Linked DNA regions of Mus musculus: all the other regions are linked to region 5. A link is a contact called in public Hi-C, HiChIP or PLAC-seq and Micro-C data. All regions are on one chromosome and are shown on one strand. The core of a region is the stretch at or near the end of the contact, and the rest is flanking DNA. Distances in the headings are between cores, read along the strand shown.

The links. Hi-C and Micro-C count contacts between places; a contact is called where the count stands out from the background. HiChIP or PLAC-seq counts read pairs in DNA pulled down with a chosen protein or histone mark.
Region 1: a contact with region 5 is called in an H3K4me3 HiChIP or PLAC-seq map of neural tube, with 4 times the contacts expected there. The contact joins the enhancer-like site here to the promoter of Tmtc2 in region 5. A contact is called at or near these places in 5 of 39 promoter capture datasets (3T3-L1-derived adipocytes, embryonic stem cells, liver and 2 more), 4 of 484 Hi-C or Micro-C datasets (granulosa cells, immediate neuronal precursor, nephron progenitors and 1 more), 7 of 115 datasets of contacts at active chromatin or transcription factors (astrocytes, craniofacial prominence, embryonic limb bud and 4 more) and 4 of 9 other capture datasets (adipose tissue, embryonic stem cells, liver and 1 more).
Region 2: a contact with region 5 is called in a Hi-C map of the G1E-ER4 cell line, with 3 times the contacts expected there. The contact joins the enhancer-like site here to the promoter of Tmtc2 in region 5. A contact is called at or near these places in 2 of 39 promoter capture datasets (the 3T3-L1 cell line and liver), 14 of 484 Hi-C or Micro-C datasets (the C10 cell line, the G1E-ER4 cell line, the HPC-7 cell line and 6 more), 15 of 115 datasets of contacts at active chromatin or transcription factors (SST interneurons, bone marrow-derived dendritic cells, craniofacial prominence and 9 more) and 5 of 9 other capture datasets (adipose tissue, embryonic stem cells, liver and 2 more).
Region 3: a contact with region 5 is called in an H3K4me3 HiChIP or PLAC-seq map of neural progenitor cells, with 6 times the contacts expected there. The contact joins the enhancer-like site here to the promoter of Tmtc2 in region 5. A contact is called at or near these places in 1 of 39 promoter capture datasets (liver), 32 of 484 Hi-C or Micro-C datasets (B cells, the G1E-ER4 cell line, the N1E-115 cell line and 21 more), 11 of 115 datasets of contacts at active chromatin or transcription factors (astrocytes, bone marrow-derived dendritic cells, embryonic stem cells and 3 more) and 1 of 9 other capture datasets (pancreatic islet).
Region 4: a contact with region 5 is called in a Micro-C map of embryonic stem cells, with 3 times the contacts expected there. The contact joins the enhancer-like site here to the promoter of Tmtc2 in region 5. A contact is called at or near these places in 8 of 484 Hi-C or Micro-C datasets (B cells, embryonic fibroblasts, embryonic stem cells and 5 more), 5 of 115 datasets of contacts at active chromatin or transcription factors (embryonic stem cells, neural progenitor cells, neural tube and 1 more) and 1 of 9 other capture datasets (pancreatic islet).

What each region holds. Positions count from the first base shown.
Region 1 is chr10:105,328,449-105,332,190 of GRCm38.p6, forward strand. The region is part of intron 4 of Tmtc2 (transmembrane and tetratricopeptide repeat containing 2); the gene reads right to left. Among named protein-coding and RNA genes, the nearest start is that of Gm46241, 130 kb to the right of the region's middle. Within about 2 kb of position 2,438, at least 7 of the 459 cell types and tissues checked have an H3K27ac peak or open chromatin away from gene starts, as enhancers often do. A contact at or near this core is called in neural tube, where this site is marked.
Region 2 is chr10:105,363,822-105,367,674 of GRCm38.p6, forward strand. The region is part of intron 3 of Tmtc2 (transmembrane and tetratricopeptide repeat containing 2); the gene reads right to left. Among named protein-coding and RNA genes, the nearest start is that of Gm46241, 91 kb to the right of the region's middle. Within about 2 kb of position 2,445, at least 5 of the 459 cell types and tissues checked have an H3K27ac peak or open chromatin away from gene starts, as enhancers often do. A contact at or near this core is called in the G1E-ER4 cell line, where this site is marked.
Region 3 is chr10:105,772,509-105,776,123 of GRCm38.p6, forward strand. All of the region lies in intron 9 of Mettl25 (methyltransferase like 25), which reads right to left. Among named protein-coding and RNA genes, the nearest start is that of Mettl25, 67 kb to the right of the region's middle. Within about 2 kb of position 2,078, at least 7 of the 459 cell types and tissues checked have an H3K27ac peak or open chromatin away from gene starts, as enhancers often do. A contact at or near this core is called in neural progenitor cells and stem cell-derived neural stem cells, where this site is marked.
Region 4 is chr10:105,752,273-105,756,225 of GRCm38.p6, forward strand. No RefSeq gene overlaps it. Among named protein-coding and RNA genes, the nearest start is that of Mettl25, 87 kb to the right of the region's middle. Within about 2 kb of position 1,854, at least 3 of the 459 cell types and tissues checked have an H3K27ac peak or open chromatin away from gene starts, as enhancers often do. A contact at or near this core is called in embryonic stem cells, where this site is marked.
Region 5 is chr10:105,573,229-105,576,933 of GRCm38.p6, forward strand. Tmtc2 (transmembrane and tetratricopeptide repeat containing 2) reads right to left here and starts at 1,251. Exons shown (of 12, transcript NM_177368.4): 1 at 439-1,251. The coding sequence starts at 521. Gm15663 (predicted gene 15663) reads left to right here and starts at 1,323. Exons shown (of 3, transcript NR_038032.1): 1 at 1,323-2,459.

The DNA.
Region 1 (3,742 bases), core at 1,188-3,687, 240 kb before region 5:
ATGGTTGTCACAACATGAGTGCTGGCCTTGGTAACGGGTGGGGGTGCAGCCACTGGTATCAACTGGGGAGGTGGGAGGGGTGCTGGCCACTGGCATTAACTGGATAGAGGGCAGGAATGCTAGCTACTTGCATCAACTGGATAGAGGGCAGAGATGCTGCCACTGATATCAACTGGGTAGAGGACAAGGATGTTTGTTGAGGTTTCGTCTTTAGCTGTGTGTTGTAAGCAAACTGGCCCCCAGGGTCTGTTTGCTTCCAGGTTCAAGGAAATCCTCAATTATTCCAAGTGATATTCCATGTAACCTTGCTCCTTAATTTAAAACTACTGGTTGAATAAAGACACCTATAGTCTATAGATAGGTAGAAGAGAGGTAGGTGAGGTTTTGGTTCCAGGGCCTTGAGTTGAGGGACCACAAAGGAGAGAGAAAGGGGAATGAGGAAAAGACACCTTGTGGTAAAAGATCCTGAGAACTGGCCACGAGGGCTGGACAGTTAGAGTAAGAGTGGTGCCTGCAGAACATGGCAAGTCATATCTTGGGGTTATTGACAGGGAAGAAGGCAAAATAATATAGAGGGTTGATATCTGCCCAGAACATCAGGGCCAAAAAGGGGGAGTGGGTGGGTAGGGGATTGGGGGGTGGGTATGGGGGACCTTTGGGATAGCATTGAAAATGTAAACGAGGAAAATACCTAATTAAAAAAATACAAAAAAATAAATATAAAAGTTTTGTGTCTTTTATCTGAGAACTAAATCATCACAGGCAGGGTAGAAACCCCCAATTGCCATTAAATATTTACCAAAGCAGATGTTGGTAAATATCTTCTCAGGAAAAGGAGAGGCTGCCTCCCCAGGAAAGAAAAGAGAAATCACAACCAGCTTTGCAGAGTATGTAACTGCAATACATAGCTTTTAAAATAAAGTGCCTTTGAATGCCTGTCCACCTTATAGACCGCTATGAAGAAAACATAACTTTACAAAGGAAATTCTTTGTCAATAAAAATATAACCTGCGATGGACTTTGCTGATTTTAGAAGAACTATTCTAAAAATTGAAAAAGCATGTTTGTGCCACCTCTGTTAGTACATCTGAACAAACAGTAAGTGTCTATACGTAATAAGGCTGACTTCCAGCCATACATGCCAGGTTACCCATTCTGTATCATTCCTATGCATTCACATATCAGATCACAATATAACCCATAAATACATTCAGTGTAGCTGTACCTTGGTATTAGTGTAGGATTTGTTCAGGTTTCTTCTTGGGCATCCATGGAAACCCAAGTCATTTATCATGACAATGAAATATTTGAATTTAACTTACTTATATTCTCCCATTTACATATAGTATAATGCTTCATATGATGTAAATTGTCACTATACTGAATATCCTAGGAATAACAAGAGCCAGGCATGATGGCACACATTTGTAATCTCAAAACTCAAGAGATAGAAAAGGGTCGGGAAGCTTAAGGCCAGCCTTATGTACATAGAGTTCAAGGCTAGAGTGATCTACGTAATACTCTGCATAAAAAGTTGAACAGTTCAGTACGGTTGTGACATATTGTCTGAATAATTTCATGTAATGGTTGTCTGAATATATAGAAGGAATATTGAAAAATACAGAGTGCTCCCTATTTTTCTGTTATAAAATGCACTTTAAAGTTTTTAGGCCATCATTGTTTAAAGCCATAATAGCATTCTAGAAACTTGATTAAGGAAACTCCATCAAAATTATGATAACAATTGTAAACTAAAACAAAAATTCTAGGTCTTGGTAGAGAGAGGTACCTCGGAGAAGGCACTTAGTGCAAGTTTATGGACTTGATTTGATTCCTGGGACTCACATGGTTGAAGGAGATCAGTGACTCCCTCATGTTTTCGTCAGACCTCTACAGATGTGCTGTGCCAAGGGAATCCCCCGTCCACAAATAAATTATAAAATGCTGTTTAAAAGAATTCCAAATCTTCAAATGTGACCTTTTTGCCTTGAGTTCTTAAAAGGGTCTTTAAAACCACGTGAAATATGAGCTATCCCAAAGAGACAATAAATAAAGTTCACGAGCAGCTGAAAAGTCAAGCCTTCTGTACCATGCAGTCCAGCATCTCTAAGTGATGGCTACGCTAACTTCAGGGAGAGCAGGTTGCCACTAATGGACAGCTCTGCATGTTCTAACTGGAGGAGAAATACTCCACATAATTAATTGCCTTTTTTTTTGAGTAAGGAAAAATCCATAGAACTTGTACATTATATTAATATGTTAACTAGTGCCCATTAGCCTAGCATCAAACAATGAACAGAGGATTTTTTTCAATTCATTGTTTCATTACGGAAACAGACGTGCAAACAATCACAACAGCGTGTCAGTCGTGGCTCAAGAAAGGGCAGCATCTTGGGAAGCCAGTGAAGGAGCACGCTTTCCCACAAAGGGCAAGTCAGATGAAGTTCCTAGAGAAGAAAAAAGACAAAGGAGAGAGCCTGGAACGCTGAGAACAGCATTCCACACAGAACTACCGGGGCTATGAAATGCCAGAGTCACAAAGGGTGGCATTTAAAATCTAACAATAGCAATAATAACAGGATTCATGAAAATTAAAATGACATAATCTACATAGGAGGAAGCATCTGAGAACATGAAAATCCAAGACAACTGAAAATTAAGACCGTGCAACTGAGAACAGGTTGACTGTGAACAGCCGCACTTCTCCCAGGCAAACAGTCAGATTACAGTGTTTCCTCACAGTGGCTCACCGCGTGATCTAGAAACACTAAGCTCAGTTGTGAAAGAAAATAACGTCTCTATCTGCAGCTGAAATCATCTTGTGAGCTTTATTTTATTTGATCATCCTTTAACATACAGAGGAACTTTAAAAGTAACCCTCCCTCTGAGACACCAAAAAAATTCCAGAACTTTTTTTTTGTCTGAAGCAATTTACATGTGTGAAATTTCCTAATAGTAATTAATTAACATAAGTCAGAATTATGTTCGAACTTTGCATTAACTCAATCATCTCAATCAAATTTGCTAATTGAGCTGCCTCTAATAATAAGATTTTATATCATTTAGGTATGACTTGAGACTAGAGATGAATTTCTACTCTTTTTTCAAAACGTATGCTCACTTTTAAGCAATGAGTATAATAGGACACTTAAAATGAATTCTTAATCTTTATTATTAATTGAATTTATAATTAACAGCTTGCCAGACAATCCTTATGATAGTTTGAATAGATTTGGCCCAGGGAGTGGCACTGTTAGGAGGTGTGTCCTTGGAGTAGGTTGGCCTTCTTGGAGAAAGTGTGTCCCTATGGGGATGGGCTTTGAGAACCCTCTCCTAGCTATCTGAGAGATTCAATCTTCTGTTTGTCTTCGGAATATGATGTAGAACTCTCAGCTCCTCCAGCACCATGTTTGCTTGAATACTGCCATGCGTCCCTCCATGATGGTAATAAACTAAACCTCAGAACCTGTAAGCCAGTCCTAACTAAATGTTGTCCTTTATAAGAGTAGCCTGAGTCATGATGTCTCTTCACAGCAATGAAAACCCTAAGACAGAAGTAAAACATGAATGTCCCCATATTCTTCTAGATCAAAACTAGAAAGCAGGTAAAAAGATCAAGTAACTACATGGCTATAAATGGAATCAAATTCAAAGGCCTTCTAAGTAAAGTTGTAATACAGTACTCAAGGCTTAGAAAGATGCATTTCCTAAGTTTGTAAGTTTTATGAGAGGAGGTGTGCAC
Region 2 (3,853 bases), core at 1,195-3,694, 210 kb before region 5:
TGCATAGATGTTACCGCTCATTTTTTACGTTTCCACATTCACGTTAACAATAATGCTTGGTCTGTGATAATGATCGCTTTCTGAATAGGAAGTTTGTAAATAGTTGGGTTTTGAACCCAGAGGTGATGAGGGTGAGATGCTGAATGGTCCCACAGAAGGAAAAGCTCTTAAAACTAGGAGGTCACAGAAACATCATTTCATTTCAAAAGCCAATAATATATTTATCTATGCTACCTCCATGCTGCCCACTTATGTAGCAGGTGATGCTATAGATACTAGAGAGAAGAAACAAAGAAGGGGTCTGGAGAGGCCAAACTCATAAGAGAGAATGACCATAAACTAGGAGAAAGAAGAGACACACTGTACAGCCCTGGGAGCCAAGGTGGCAGATGACAATGCTGTCAAGTTTCACACAGATGGAGGTGAGGGGGACAAAGAGCATCAGAAACAGCCAGAGGCCAAAGAGGAAGAAATCATGCATTTACCTGCTTTGGAGTGAATTTTAAAAATGCTTTTTGTGAGCAAATATATATCAATTGGTTGACAAAATGTACTGCATGAAATAAAAAACAAATCTTTCAAATCCAGTTATGTCGTGTCCATTGCAACAACCACCGTAGAGAATTGTCCCTGCTTAGCCCAGGAATGCAAAATCATTGTGAAATCTCCAATAGACAGTTATCAACCATGCCCAGGAGTTTTTGATATTATCAACCACAGACGGAGACAGGACTTGTCATTTTACAGTGTTTCAATCAGCATCGTGTCTCCCCCATGCAGATTTAAAGCATAAATTAGCCACACAGTCACTGGGAGATGCATCACCCATTTGCATCCAATCAGCTAATGACTGGCAGCTGTCTGCAGGAGCCATGATAAAGGCAGCAGTTTTAAAGTATAATGCTTCATGAGGCTTAAAATCATATTCTGTAAGAACACATGGCAGACTGAAGTACTCGCAAATTTTCAAAAGCTTTCAAAGGAGGAAGGAAAACAGCCTCAATGTGTAGTCTCAGAAATTATTCTGAAATACTGGCTTTAAAGGGTTTCTAATCTTTTGCTAGACTTAAGTAATGTGACAAATTGTCAGGAGGCTTTTTTTCATAAGATTCTTCTCCATCTCATAATTGCTGAGGAAGTAACTGAAGTCAGAATTAGGAGCACTTTACAAATAGGAAAAAGAAAAAAAAGAAAAAAAAAGGCAGCAAGAAACCAGAATTGAAAGACTTTTGTTCATTTCAAAATGGAAGCCCATTTGACAGTCCTGAAATACAAATGACCTCCATTCCCAGTCCTACCAATCATTTTATAAAGTATCCTTCTCGGTATCTCTCTCACCCAAAGAGAAAAAGTTTACATTTCCTTATTGCCTGCTTGAGCATTCTGCCTCTAAACTGAATATAAAACTCAAGAAGAATGACTACCATATTTACCTTTCAAGTGTCCTTTATCAAAAGCTTTCTCTCTAGTAGGCATGGTCTTTATTGTATAAATGGTATTTATGCCTTGTGTGCATACGTGAATGTACATGCTTATGTGGAAGGAGTACATTCATGTAGCATGCTTATGGAAGATTGAGCTTAACACCATATATCATCCTCAGGAGCACTCGAAACCATCTTTAGGATAGAATCGATCATTAAGCTATACTCTCTGGCAAGCATGCTTCAGGGATCTTCCTGTCTCTGTGTCCCATTACAGGGATCACAATGCATTCGTTACCATGCCTAGCTGCTGTGACATGGGTTCTGGGAATGACACTCATGTCCTTACACTTATGAAGCAAGCACTTCACTCCCTCAGGCATTCTCCTACCATGTTGAATTTTCAAGTGCAAAAGCCCCCAAGTTTCTTCCATCCCATCTTACAGTCTACACAGATAATACACAGACAGTGAGCAACATCATTGTGAATGCCATGAGAAACAGGAAGAAAGCGGAAGATAGGGGATGCTGCGTAAAGAGGCATGGCTGTCATCTTCAATGGGGCTTGATAAGTCCACATCAAGCATCTTACTGACAGTGGCACCTTCATGTGAGACCCAAGGAAGATGCAGAGGAAGATGCAGTGCAACACACTGGGGATATCTGAGAAAACACACTCCACACAAAAGCAACGACAGAGACACAGGGGTCAGAGTTTATCAGCCAAATAGAAGGCATCAGAGCAGCTTGCAGGGCTGGAACTGAGCACAGGAAGGCAAAGGAGCTAGATATACGCATCTTCTCTGAGATTCTGTGGTTTTGCTTGTAAAGGAAAGAGAAATGAGTAGAAAGCCGTGGTGTATGGAGTGCCTTGTGGGTCCTGACATATTTCCATAGGGTCACTGGGATGGTGGTTAAGTGTAAGCTACTATAAAGGAATCAGCATGTCAGCTCAGACAGTAATGATCTCCTTTGTCCCGACAACAGGAAAACTGATGCAAACCGAGACTCGGAAATACCAAGCTGAAACACTTCCTGGAAACTTGCAGAAACAGGCAAAGCCAGAGAGAGCCTCAGAGGTGAGCTGCTCCAGAGCAGAAGCCTTGAGGGTCAGCAAATTACACCAAGGAGGCGCCTGGCAATTCTGCTCAGTTGGCTTAGATCTCACGCTCTCGTGGCTCAGGTAACATAATAGAAGGGTGTGCTGTGTTAACTTGACTCAACCTGGAGTCATTTGGGAAGAGGAATCTCAGCTGAGAAAATGCCCTCTGTCAAGCCTTCTGTGCATTTTCTTAATCAGTGATTGATGTAGGTAGTCCTGGCCCATTGTGAGTAGTAGTTCCACTCCTGGGAAGGTAGTCTTGGGTAAGTAAGAAAGCAGGCTGAGGAAGCCACTGGAGTGCAAACCAGCAAGCAGCATTTCTCCATGGCCTCTGTATCAGCTTCTGCCTCCAAGTTCCTGCCATGACTCCCCTCCGTGATGGACTGTGACTTGGATTTGTGAGACGAAATAAACTCTTTCATCTCCAAGTTCCTTTTGGTCATCCCCGCACCAGAAACCCTAACTAAAGCAAAGAAGACTAAATCGGGAATTTACACACAGCATCTGCTGTGCAAAGGTCTGCTTTCTTGTAGAAAGGAAGAGGCCACAGCCTGTCCAGATGCAAGAGAACATCTGGTGGCTTGAGTCCCTTCCAGTGTCCCTGTCTCAACAGGAAGTGGGACAGGGGAAAAGAAGAGAGAAAAGATAATGGTAATAAAAGCTGAGAGTCAATCATAAGATAACATAACACCTTCTGAGATATATAAAAGCACCCAGTGTTGCATTAGATTATACCAAAATATTAACATGAACAAAATAAAGTCTGAGTCTTTAGGGAGTCCTGAAGACAGGGAGACAAAATGCAAAGTACACTAGAGGAAGTTGACACCTCTGGGGGCCTAAGACTCTAGCACACATTATATATAAAATGAAAGTATTATCTCAATGAACAAAATGTCTCACAGAGAACTCTCCATTTGTGCTATAAAATACACCATATCTGGCATAAAATAAAAAAATACAAGGCATAATGAATGATCCAGTAAACACAGGGGAGCAATTCAGGTAGGAATCTTTTAGTAATACGCTAGTGTAATGGTTCTGAACCTGTGGGTCGCAACCCCCAGCCCCACCCCAGAGGGGTGGTCACGTATCAGATATCCAGCATATCAGATATTTACATTACGATTCATAACAGTAGCAAGATTACAGTCATGAAGTAGCAACAAAAATAATTCTGTGGTTTGGGGGGGGGGGGTTGGTTGTCACCACAACACGAAGAACAGCATTAAAGGGTTGCAGCCTGAGGAAGGTTGAGAACCACTGGTCTCGTGAAGGATGACGACAGCTGTGCCTATGGACATAAGAGTGGAGGAGGTACAACACG
Region 3 (3,615 bases), core at 828-3,327, 200 kb after region 5:
CCACATCAGAACTCCTTCCTGTTATCCTGCTGTTGCCCCGTGTCATGGAGATCCTGCAGCTCTGGAACAACAGGGCAGGCCTTTGCAAGCAAGCATCCCAGATGCATATACACTTGCATTTGCATGTGATACAGAATGTGGGGTCTGACAATTCAGAGACCTGGATCTGGGCTTGGGCCAACCACTCCCCACTACCTGCTCTCCTGAACCGCTCCAGCTAGGCAACCCAAAGCTGCCATCAGCAGGAGGCAGGGGCAGCTCTCCTCTTCTCATGCCCCCAGGGCAGCGCAGTGTCACCCACACCTCCAGCGCCAGCTCCACCGTTGCACTGTGAAAGTTCAGAGGCCCGTTTTCTCAAGGGGTGCATGCAGTGTGGGAAGGGCTGGGCCAGCTCTCCTGCTCTCACCTCTGCAGACTCTCACAGTGCCTTTCCCATCAGGGCCAGCTTCACTGCCCAGGTGAGGTGCAGGGCCTGCTCTCTCATGATCCCAGGGTCAGCGCTCCTGGATACTGCAGGTGCTGAGAGCGTAGAAGGGTAGAGCCCCCCGGCCCCTCTCCACCCGTCACCTCAAACCAGACGAGTGGCAGGGCCAGCTTGCCCACCCCTATCAGGGCAGGCTCACCTTTGCTTCCTACACCAGGATTAGCTTTATTGCGCTGTCCAGGAGGTGCAGGACCTGCTCTCTCACTCACGTGGCCTGGGGCCAACCCCTGGACTGCCATGTTTGGGAAGAGTCAAGGAAGCTGAGGCATCACACCTGTACCCACAGCCCTCATGACTGAAGAGTGGCAGGGCCAATTCTAGCCCTTGAGGCTGGTTCACCTGCGCCCCCCCAGCCCCCCCCCCCAAACCAGGGTCAGCTCTTTTGTGCTGTTCAGATGACTTCCTGTCTGTCTTGGTCCTCCAGTGCATCGCTGACCAGCTTTGATTTGATTTTTATGAGTTGTAGGCATAAGATAGCTTTGTCCACCAAGCCAGGCATCAAGCTAGGATGAACAAAGGACTGCCATCTACTCTGCCTCTGACTGACGCAAGAACACCACTATCATCAAAGGGTTAATTTCATAAATCCTCTCAAGCAAGCATGGACAGATAAAGCCAGTGGCAAAGAGGCTCATGTGACCATGGTGTAAGAAACTTACCATACTGTTTCTCAAAAGATTATTGACACTGTATTTCTTTGTAGAAACAAGAGAGGATTGAATTAACATACATATGACTTTTAGAAATCATACAATTATGTAGACAGGTATTTCTTGGGAATGTGAATCTTAGGGGAAGTAAAATAGATGTTTTGATTTGTTTTAAAAATGAAAGGTAAGCTACGGGGGATTGCTCCTCCTTCTCTTCTTTCATATTTGGGTTTTAATTATTAAGCTTTGAGACTCCATATTCCTTCTGGGCACATATCCAAAGGAAATGAAATCACCACCTTGGAAGAATATCTATGCTGCAGTATCCATTGGAGCATTATTCATGAGAGCCAAGATGTAATAACCATCTACTCTTTCACTGACAGATTAATGGATTAAAAAAACTACCCTGGTATTTGTGTGCATGTCACACACACACACACACACACACACACACACACACACACACTGAAATACTATTCAGCCTCCAACAAGAAGAGAATCCTGTAAACCTGCCACAGGTACTTGATATTGTGTCACAGTTGACTGTTTCAGAGGTACATATTTAGAATTAACTTGCTTGGAGAATGGTAAATGTGCTTTAAAAATAGTGCATACTTTATGAAAAGGGCCAATAAACATCACTCCAAGGTTATTACAACTATTCAAGATGAAGGAGCTAAGAAGGAATCATTTTGAATAAAAAGTCTTCAAAGATAACCATGTTCAACAGTCTGCAGTGTGCCTGACTTTCCTTTCCCAAACTTGGTGATGGTAAACTGCAGTTTAAAACATAGAAACATAACGTGACTGTTAGGTTGCTGCTGAGAGAATCATAAAAGGAAAAAAAAAAAGCTCAAAATTAGTGACTCTCAACAGGGGCAATTCTGGCAAATGCCAGGTTGTTTAGAATCGTTCTCCTGCTGACATCTAGTGGCCAGAGGCCAGAGGTGCTGGGAGTACACGGAGCTGCTTCTCACTACAAATTCAGATCCACAGGCCGGTGGTGCAGAGGTTGAAGAAGGCCCTGAGAGCTAAGTCCACTTGGCTTTCACAACTGACTGCAGACTCGTGGAGAAACTCTTCATGCTTTGTGAGAGCCAGTGTAAATCCAGCACATTTAGCCTCGGTGTCCTTTGAAAGGAGATGTCTCGGAATTTTCGGTTTCCTTTCATGTTTAGTATAATTTCTTGTGACTCCAATTTAAACGGGTGTAGTAAGTAATTCGCTTACCTACACTGTTAAGTGCACAGCAGTACATTTGCCACCCATGGAATTACACAGAAAGGTCATTAATAAAACAATTATGGATCTAGTCAAAGCTCTTTTAAGTCTTTTGGTATATTTAAAAATTAAAATTCTATATAGCATTTAGGATTTCTTGAAATAATGCTACATACAAATATCTATTGGTTGTGGTGAAATTTTTAATTAATACTCCTATTTCATAGTATGCACGCAAAATGAAATATTTGTATTTTATATCAGAAATGTAATTTTGGTTTTATCACTTTTCCTGTTCCAAACAAAGACCTAGAAAGCACTATTTTTAAAAATCTCTTTTGCTTAAAATCAAGACAGTAACCCACCCCCAAATCCATTCTTATAGGTTTGCTTCCGTTCCTATACCCCATTGTTTCAGACCCTAAGATGTTTGCTGGTTTTCCTCGTTCTCAGTGTACTCCAGGTCATACTTTTGTTTTCCTTTAAATCACTTCTATTTAAAACACAAAACAAAATAAAATGGGCCCTGTGATTATACGAGAAAACCAATAGGCCATTATTAACATCTCTATTAGTTAAGTAAAAGCAAGAAATCATTTACTACAGTCTTTTTAGTCAGTGATACTTGCCTTTTCCTGAGACTCCTCCTAGATGTATTTTGAATAATTGAAGCAGCTACCATGAGTAATTTTTTCTTAAGCTATTTCTTTTAGGAAAGTTCAGAGCACCTGTAATGTGCCCTGACAGCACACAAGCAGACGCCCCATCAGTGTCACAAGAACACTGCATTGGCTATAGAGAGACTGTACACCACTGCTGCCCAGGACTGTACTTTATATTGGGATCCAGTCTCAGAAGTATGCGTTTCAGAGGTTTAGGTAACTTCATGAATTATGATTTTGCTTCTTCTGTAAGTGTTATAGACCTATAGACCTATATTTTACATTTCTATATGTGACTCATTTCGAGTTTGGGAAAGATGTAAAGTTTGTTTCTAGAGTCATCTATCTACTGTGTCTGCCCTGTTGTCTGAACAGCATGTGGTGAAGAGGTTTTTCGCTCTACTCCATTGTCTTTGTCTCCTTACTAAAGTCCACTTGGCTGCATTTGGATGGGTCTACTTCTGGGCTCTCAGTTCTGTTCCTGGACCCATTTATCTATTACTCTACAAATATCTACTTGTCTTTACACTAAATCTTAAAGCTACCTAGTAACAATTTGTAAGCTTTCTTTTCAGTTAGTATTGTTAGCTCTTTT
Region 4 (3,953 bases), core at 604-3,103, 180 kb after region 5:
GAGGTTTCTGGAGGGTATACCTGGACAGAGGAAAACATTTGAAATGTAAATAAAGGAAATATCTAATAAAAGAGGGAAAGTAATGTTTCAGCAGGTAAGAGCACTGACTGCTCTTCCAGAGGTCCTGAGTTCAACTCCCAGCAACCACAATATAGCTCACAACCATCTGTAATGGGATCAGATGCCCTCTTCTGGTGTCTGAATATAGCTACAGTGTATTCATAAGCATAAAACAAATAAATCTTTAAGAAAAAAGAAAAAAAACCGAATGAGCTTTAATTTTGTAATAAAAAAAAAAAAAAAGCTAAGGAGATCCAATCGATTCATCCTTCATTCGTTATCTTTAACGACCGAGCTAATCTAGTAATGTGCCAGGAAGGGTTTGTGAACCCCAAAAGTCTACCAAGGAGCCATTTCTGATGTTCTAATGTATTCACATTAGGGTGTCTTTATTACAAATTCGAGTTTGGGCTTATTTACCACAGACCCACAGAACAGTTTGGTGAAGCAGCCTTGAACTCTCATTGGGTACAGTTTTGTAGAAAATGGAAGCAAGTGTGCCTGTGGGGGTTATCCATCCTGGCAAGCATCTAATTGAATGACTATTGAAAACTGACAGGTGAGTGCTCTGAAGCAAGATCTTATATAATCACAAGCAGTCTGGAAGTGCCTCTGAAGCCATCAGACTAATCTTTGATTAACTGTTGTTAGGAAGTAGCTAGAGAGTAACTCTGGTCAAGGACAAGGCATGGGGTTCTTCCTGGTACTTGGGTGTAGCTTGGGCTCAGCTGCAGGTCAAATTTTCAGGCCCACCCCCTTTTCTTTTAAGATAGAGGACAATTCCAAGATGGAGTAGGTTTAGCCTGTCAGTAAGAAGAGCAAATTCTTTGCTGAGCACTTGCAATCAACATATTGTAACCAAAATAGGAAGCAAGTAATTTTGGTGATAAAGGTAGATACTAATTGTGCTACACATCTACTAAATGAAGCATACTTTCAATAAGAATTTCAAATCTCTTTATCTGCAGCCTATACAGCATTTGCTATTAGTGAGAGCAACATTAACTATTTCTTTCTTATAAATGTTTAGTTTCCTATTCAAAATTCTAGCCCTGAAAAAAAAATCAACCCCCCCCAAAAACAACAACAACAACAAAAAAACCAAACAAAAAAACTTGAACTTCAAAACATTAAAATGTATTCTTCCGAACAGTTGTGGATGTGAACCCATCTTCCCAGCACTTGGAAGGCCGAGGCCTCAGGAGTTTAAGGTCATCCTCAACAGCACAGCAAGTTTGAGGCCAGTTCTGGCTCAAACATAAATGAATAAAATAAAAGCCTCCAGTGTAGTATAATCTGCTCTCTAGTGTCTGGAACTTTCTAACAGTTGCAGCAGTTGGTCGTGTGAAAGCACACCTGGATTCTCTGGAGTCCGCTGCTTTTGTTTAACAAAACACACTCAACACCATTCGATACAGTAGAAGAGGTCCTTTGATAGCTCTAATCTTGAGCTCTGTCTTCCTGAGGTGTTGTATGCCGGCCTGCGGCCTACTTGAACCGGGTACACCAGGGAGGCAGGCTGGGGCTGAAAGAGACTTAGACAACAAGAGATTAATGGAGCCAAGACATGATTCCGTTCAAGGCCCTCCAGTTTACTAACAGAGTTTACTTATAAAAGGGGAAGGCTCATCCCCCGCCAGTCCCTTCTTGGTGTCTGAAGCCAGCCTGTAGGTGATGTGCAGAATAGATTGTCTCAGGGGCTTCTCAGCAGGTAGCAGGGTCTTGGAGAGAGCAGTGGCTGGTGGCAGAACAAAAGAGCCATCTAGGTTGGAAGGCTCCACCTTAGGTAATTTCCTTGGCAGCAAGGTCAAAGTCTGGATCAGCCTGCTTCAGGGCTGAGGGAGGCTACACTGAGGTAAAGTGGAAGAGAGCATGGATACTTCGATCATTAAACTCTCTTCTCCTGACTCCTGCCAGGGAACCCTAGTCTCACCCCCAGCTGTGCAGTAGAACCTGCACTTTATCTGTAGTAGATCCCACAGATCTTCCACTCCTAACTCCCCCTCCCCAACTCAAGGTTTTCTCTCAGTCCCCAAGTCCAGCAGGCTCACCCTGCTAACCCACAGGCCACGCCCCCAAGGGCAGCAGGTAAACTGATTGACAGCTTTCCCTCTCCCTCTGTCCCTCCAGATCTAATCCCTAAGCAGGGGTGGGGGGGAGAAGACACATTGAGTCAAAAAATAAACAACAAACAAATAAACAAAAACAAACAACAAAAAGGAACAAACAAAAACAAAACCAAAAAGATTCTAAGATTTCTGGCCATGCAGAGGCTGGCCAGCTGCCAGGCAACTAACTAGAAGATATCCAAGAGGTGTCCCAGTGAGGATTCAGTATTGATGGTATAGCAGAAGCCAGAGTTCTCGAACCAGACAGGAACATTTGCAGGTAATGCTGTTTTGGCAAAAGGGCATATACTGTGGGACACATGGTGACACACCAAAGCTTCCATGGGAAGATAAGGGTGGAAGGCATATATGGTGAAAAAATAATATAAACCTCATTTGTCTCCATTTAAGGACCAGGCCTGATTTGGGGGGGGGGGGCGGGGAGAGACCGTAAGGCACCAGCTACAGGAACAGACGCTAAGTCCCAGAAACTAGGCCATGAGATATCAGCTCTAGGAATGGACCATAAAACCCAGAACAAGGTCATAAAACCCCCTCCCAAAGAACAGCCTGGGGATAACCACAAAAAATGGGGAAATATCTCAGAATGGGCCATCTGCACTGGCCAGCCTATCTACACGAATGTAGACCTCTGACCACCTGTGACCTCCTAGCACCCAGGAATGACATTTTCAATTACCTAATCCCTTTAGAGAGTTCTCCTGGTTCCCCATAAGAAGGCCTGAGCCCCTTTGTCTGAGGTCTCCATTTTCAAAGAATGATTGACCCCTACAAACTGGTTGTTTGTGCAGAATAAATGCTCTTTGTTTTTTCATACTATCTGAGTCTGGGGTCTTCTTTCAGGGATTTTTGGACCTTTACAATGAGAAGATGCGTGGGATTTGCATACATAATGTAAAATTCATATAAAAAATCAATAAGAAGTTTTAAAAATTATATTAAAAAACTACCTGATAACAATTCCCCCACCTTGAGGATGTTTACAGTATGGAAGACAAAAAAAAAAAAAATGGGGATCTGATGTGACAACCAGACAAGCAAAAGTATTTCCAGATTTCTGGCCTGAGCAACGAAAGGGTGTAGGTGCATCTGAGGAGAGGTAGGGGCAGAAGTGAATTTAAAGCAAGTTGAGATAAGCAACTATGAGGAAAGGAACTGTGCAGCCAAATCAAATGTGAAATCTGCATATTTGACCCACTGCAGATTAAGCACAATCTGGAAGCAGAATGAACAGGTCTGCAAAGAACTTGTACAATGCCCTTGGTTGGCATTGTCCCTACAACACAGCATGACACCTACCTGCACAGGGTTTCCACTGGATTGGGTCTTGTATGTAATCTAGAAGTGGTTCAAACGGCAGGGAAGACTGCACACGGGCTATATTGAGATACTTTCTAGATACAGCATTTGAAGAGCCTCAGGTTTGGACACCGTTTTGCAGGGAGGAGCCCTAAATCAAATGCCATATAAAATAGAGGACTGGATCCTAGAGGAAGTGGGGACAAGAACAAGTTTGGTTGTAGAGGATGAAATCATAACACATTTGGAAAACACAGTCTTGTCTGGGGTAGGCACAAAGTCGCTTTTACAAGTTGTAACTGATTGGTCCTGTGAAGGTTGTTCTGTGCCACCGTATAAGGGAATGCCAGGGCCAGGAAGTGGGAGTGGGTGGGTTGGTGACCGGGGGAGGGAGAGAGGTAGGGAGTTTTTGGAGGGGAAACCAGGAAATGTAAATTTGAAATGTAATAAATTTGAAATGTAATA
Region 5 (3,705 bases), core at 1-2,500:
TTCTTTCTTTCTTTCTTTTTTTTTTTTTTTTTTTTTTTTTTTTTTTTGCACCAAGGTATACCAAGGATTGTTATTGGAATTTTTACTTTGGCTGGTTGTTTGTTTAACGTGGGTTCATTAAACAGTCTTCCAAATTGCCTGGATTTCCGCAAAGAAACTTAAGCGCCTGCCAACCAGCAAGAAGCAAGCAAGAACCTGCTGCAAAGTAGGAGCGGAAACTCGTTCGGCCCGCCCAGCGCGCCTGCGTCCGTCCCGGCTGTTTGCTTTAGGTGTTACGGTTTCCGTGTCGCCTAAACCTTCAGGTGCAGATACCTGTCCCCCCAACCCCGCCCCCAAGACGCGCTTCAGCCTGACAGCAAGCAGTACCAGAGCCACCGAGGAGCCCCCACCCCACCCCCGTCGCACCGCAGCCATTGCCCCTTTCTCTCACCCACTTACCTGTCATCGTAGCAGAAATCAGCACTCAGGGTGTTGAGATACAAGGCGAGCCCCAGAGCGCTGCTCACCAACTCTGCAATCATCTCTCCACCGCCTTCCCTCCGGCTTGGCTCCCAGCGCGAGCGCAGCAGCGGCAACAAAAAACAGAAGCATCAATCCCCACCTTCCGCCGCCTTCTCCTCCTTGGCTGCACTTTTCCCCGGCTTCCCCGCCCGCCTCCTCGTCCTCCCTCCTCTCCTTCTTCCGATCCCGGGCTCCTCCTCGGGGCGCCGGGCTCCGCTGTTCCTGCGTGCTCCGGGGGTTGCGGGCTCACACCGCTCTCCCCATACCCGACAACCGCGAGAGGCAAGCGGCGATCGGCTTCACGCCCCCCGGCGGAGAATCGGGGCTTGTCCTTTTCCCGCGGCTCGCGGTCCCCACCCTAACCCATGGCACTTTGGGACGCCCTAAGGTAAAGGACTGCGGAGATAGAAGAGTGCAAGAGGGGGGACCAAAGGGCTGGACAGAGCGAGGATCTGGGACCAGCGGGAGGAAAGGAGAGACAGAGAGAGAGACCGAGAGAGAAAGGGGCGGGTGGGAGGGACGAGGCGAACCGCCTCCCTTCGCCGCCTCCCGGGCGCACGACTCCGGGGCCGTTCGCAGCAACTCGGCCGCCACCGCGGCTGCGGCACATTCACTCTTTATTGGTTCCCTCCCGGACCCCTCTCCAGTGAAGTGAGAAGCGGCGACTGGGGACTCCAAAAGCTCCCGCGTGGGGTTCTCGTCGCGGCCCCACGCGCCTGCGTGGCCAGCCCACCACCCTAAGCTAGCCCGGCCCCTTTCTCCACCCAGATCCTCCCCGCAGACTCCTCCCTGTCTACCCCCACTGGCTGGAGGCTCCGCCCACTCTTCTAGCTGCTCCAGCCTGGTACTCTGGCCCCACTCTCTTCTTCATCTTCCTTCACCTTCTTTTTGACTCTGGAAAGCCTCCCCCAAAGCCCAGGACAAAGATGACTTTTGGAAGATTGCCCAAAACGATAGCTAGAGTGTGCCCTGGGCTCTGGGAGATGGAGGAGAGAGGCGACAGGAGGAGTCAATGGTTTGCCCAGTGCTGCGGGGAGGCGCTTTGCACGCTCTAGATCGCAAGCCAAACGTCTAGTGCCAAGAGCTGTCAGGCAAAAGACTGGTCAGCTGGAGAGACTTCTCGGGACGCGGAGAGGTAGAACAGGTTTGCAGAGCGCTGGCAACCTCGGTTGACACTAAGGATCTATTGCCCCGCGCGCGCGCGATGCGTGAGCTGAATTGGGATGGAAGGGCCTGTTGAAGAGCCAGGGAAGCAGCGTTTAGGAGAGAGTTTTCCGAGGCCACGCCGTGACGGTCGACATTAATATTAGTGGAAAGACGCGTGCCCCGCAGTAAGATCATGAAAAGGGATCCAGGAAATGAAAGAGGAGAGGCAAGAAGGTAAGAAACACCCACGCGTTCCTCAGAAATTGCGTGGGGATGGGTGTCTTTAGTGGTTCAGGACTGTCAAGCTGACTCTGAGACTATAGAAGAGACCACGCTAATGCAACCCTCTACAACGGCATCCTTAAACCCAGCAGAGCGGAAAGCTAATGCCCTTTCCTTTCCGCCCGGATGCAAGACTGGATGGAAGGCATCCAACATGATGAAATACGGTGCAGAAGAATGGTCTGGGCAGAAGGAGCGCTGGGTACTAAAGTTGCATGACCAAAGAGATCCGAGAGCTGTCTGCCACACCCCCTTCCTGCCTGGTTCCCTTTCTGACTGCCCTGGTCGCTCCCTTGGACTATGATGAACACGACTGCAGCGCCCCCTGCTGTGGGGAAGCTACAGGGCACAGAAAACACGTCCTTGCAGGGCTGACTTCCAACTTCCCCTTTTGCACCTAACCAGCAAGCTCTTCAAAGATAATAAGGAAAGTGGACTCCCTGGGTATGTGGCAGCGATCTGAAAAGTTTGAACGCCTGCAGAATAAGGATGTCTGACTTCACAAAGAAATCGTTTGGAAACTGACAAATGTGTGTTCAACCTCCAACAGGCAAATTGTGATTTGATCAAAATATTATGAGCACGTAGGAAGTTCTCAAATAATATATTGAAGATGGTGATTCTTGTTCTTCAGTGCTCCCCGGTATAATGTATTTTTTAAAGTTTTTTTAAAAATCATACCAGTTGCTCCATTCGGATCCTCTCTGACCTTCTTCTGAGCTTATGTATTGATATTGGATCCTGGGGCACTGGGGGAAGAATAAATACTTAAGTCAGATACCTAGATTTGAGTATCAACTCAGCTATTAATTATTTGAGTAAGTTGGGGCCAATCACCTCCTTCACCCCTCACTTATAAATACTACTTTGGTTGGGTGAGTTTCCATGTAAATAAAGCATCCAGAGGGGGACTGGTAAGTGCAATAAGTTAGCTGTTATGATTTCCAACGTCATCCTTTTACTTCTTAACTAATACTTAGACATTCCTCTCTAAAATACATACCATTACACCCACACTGTTCCACTCTTAGTCCGAGCCATCACCAAAATACACCCATCACATCCACAGAGCGTTAGTATCTCCTGCACAAACTAATCTGATGGCCTTGTAAATGGTCTTGCTTCTACACCTACCGCCCCTGCTCCAAGCATTTACTTGAGGCTCCAGACAAGCAGCTTTAAGTTCAATCACTCCACTTAAGCGTGTGTAGTGCACATAGAATAAAACTCTCTTAGTCTGGCTCATATGGTCCTCCCCCTCTTCTCAATGTGTTCATCTGTGTATGCCTTCTCTGGAACCTTCTTTTCTCTCGTACCTGGAACTGTTTTCTCCCCAGACATTTCTTTGGCTACTTTCCACTATCTTTCAAATGGTATTTCTTCAAAAATTCTTTCTTGTATTTTATAAAGCACACACACACACACACACACACACACACACACACACACACACACACATACACACCCCTCTTTCCCATCATCCTTTATCACTTCCTTCTAAGTATCTTTGTCTGCTTGTTTGTTTGTTTGTTTGTTTGTGGAGTTTTGATTTTTTTTTTGAGACAAGGTTACTCTGTGTAGCTCTGACTGTCATTGAATTCACTCTGTAGATTAAGCTGAGCTCAAACTCAGAGATCCATCTGACTCTCCCTCTAGAGTGCTGCTATTAAAGGCCTGTACCACTACTACCTGGTGATAGGCACACATCAGTTTATTAACTAATCCCTTGAATTTCCATTCAATCTTCATAAAGCTTGTCCCCTCATCCACAAAGTG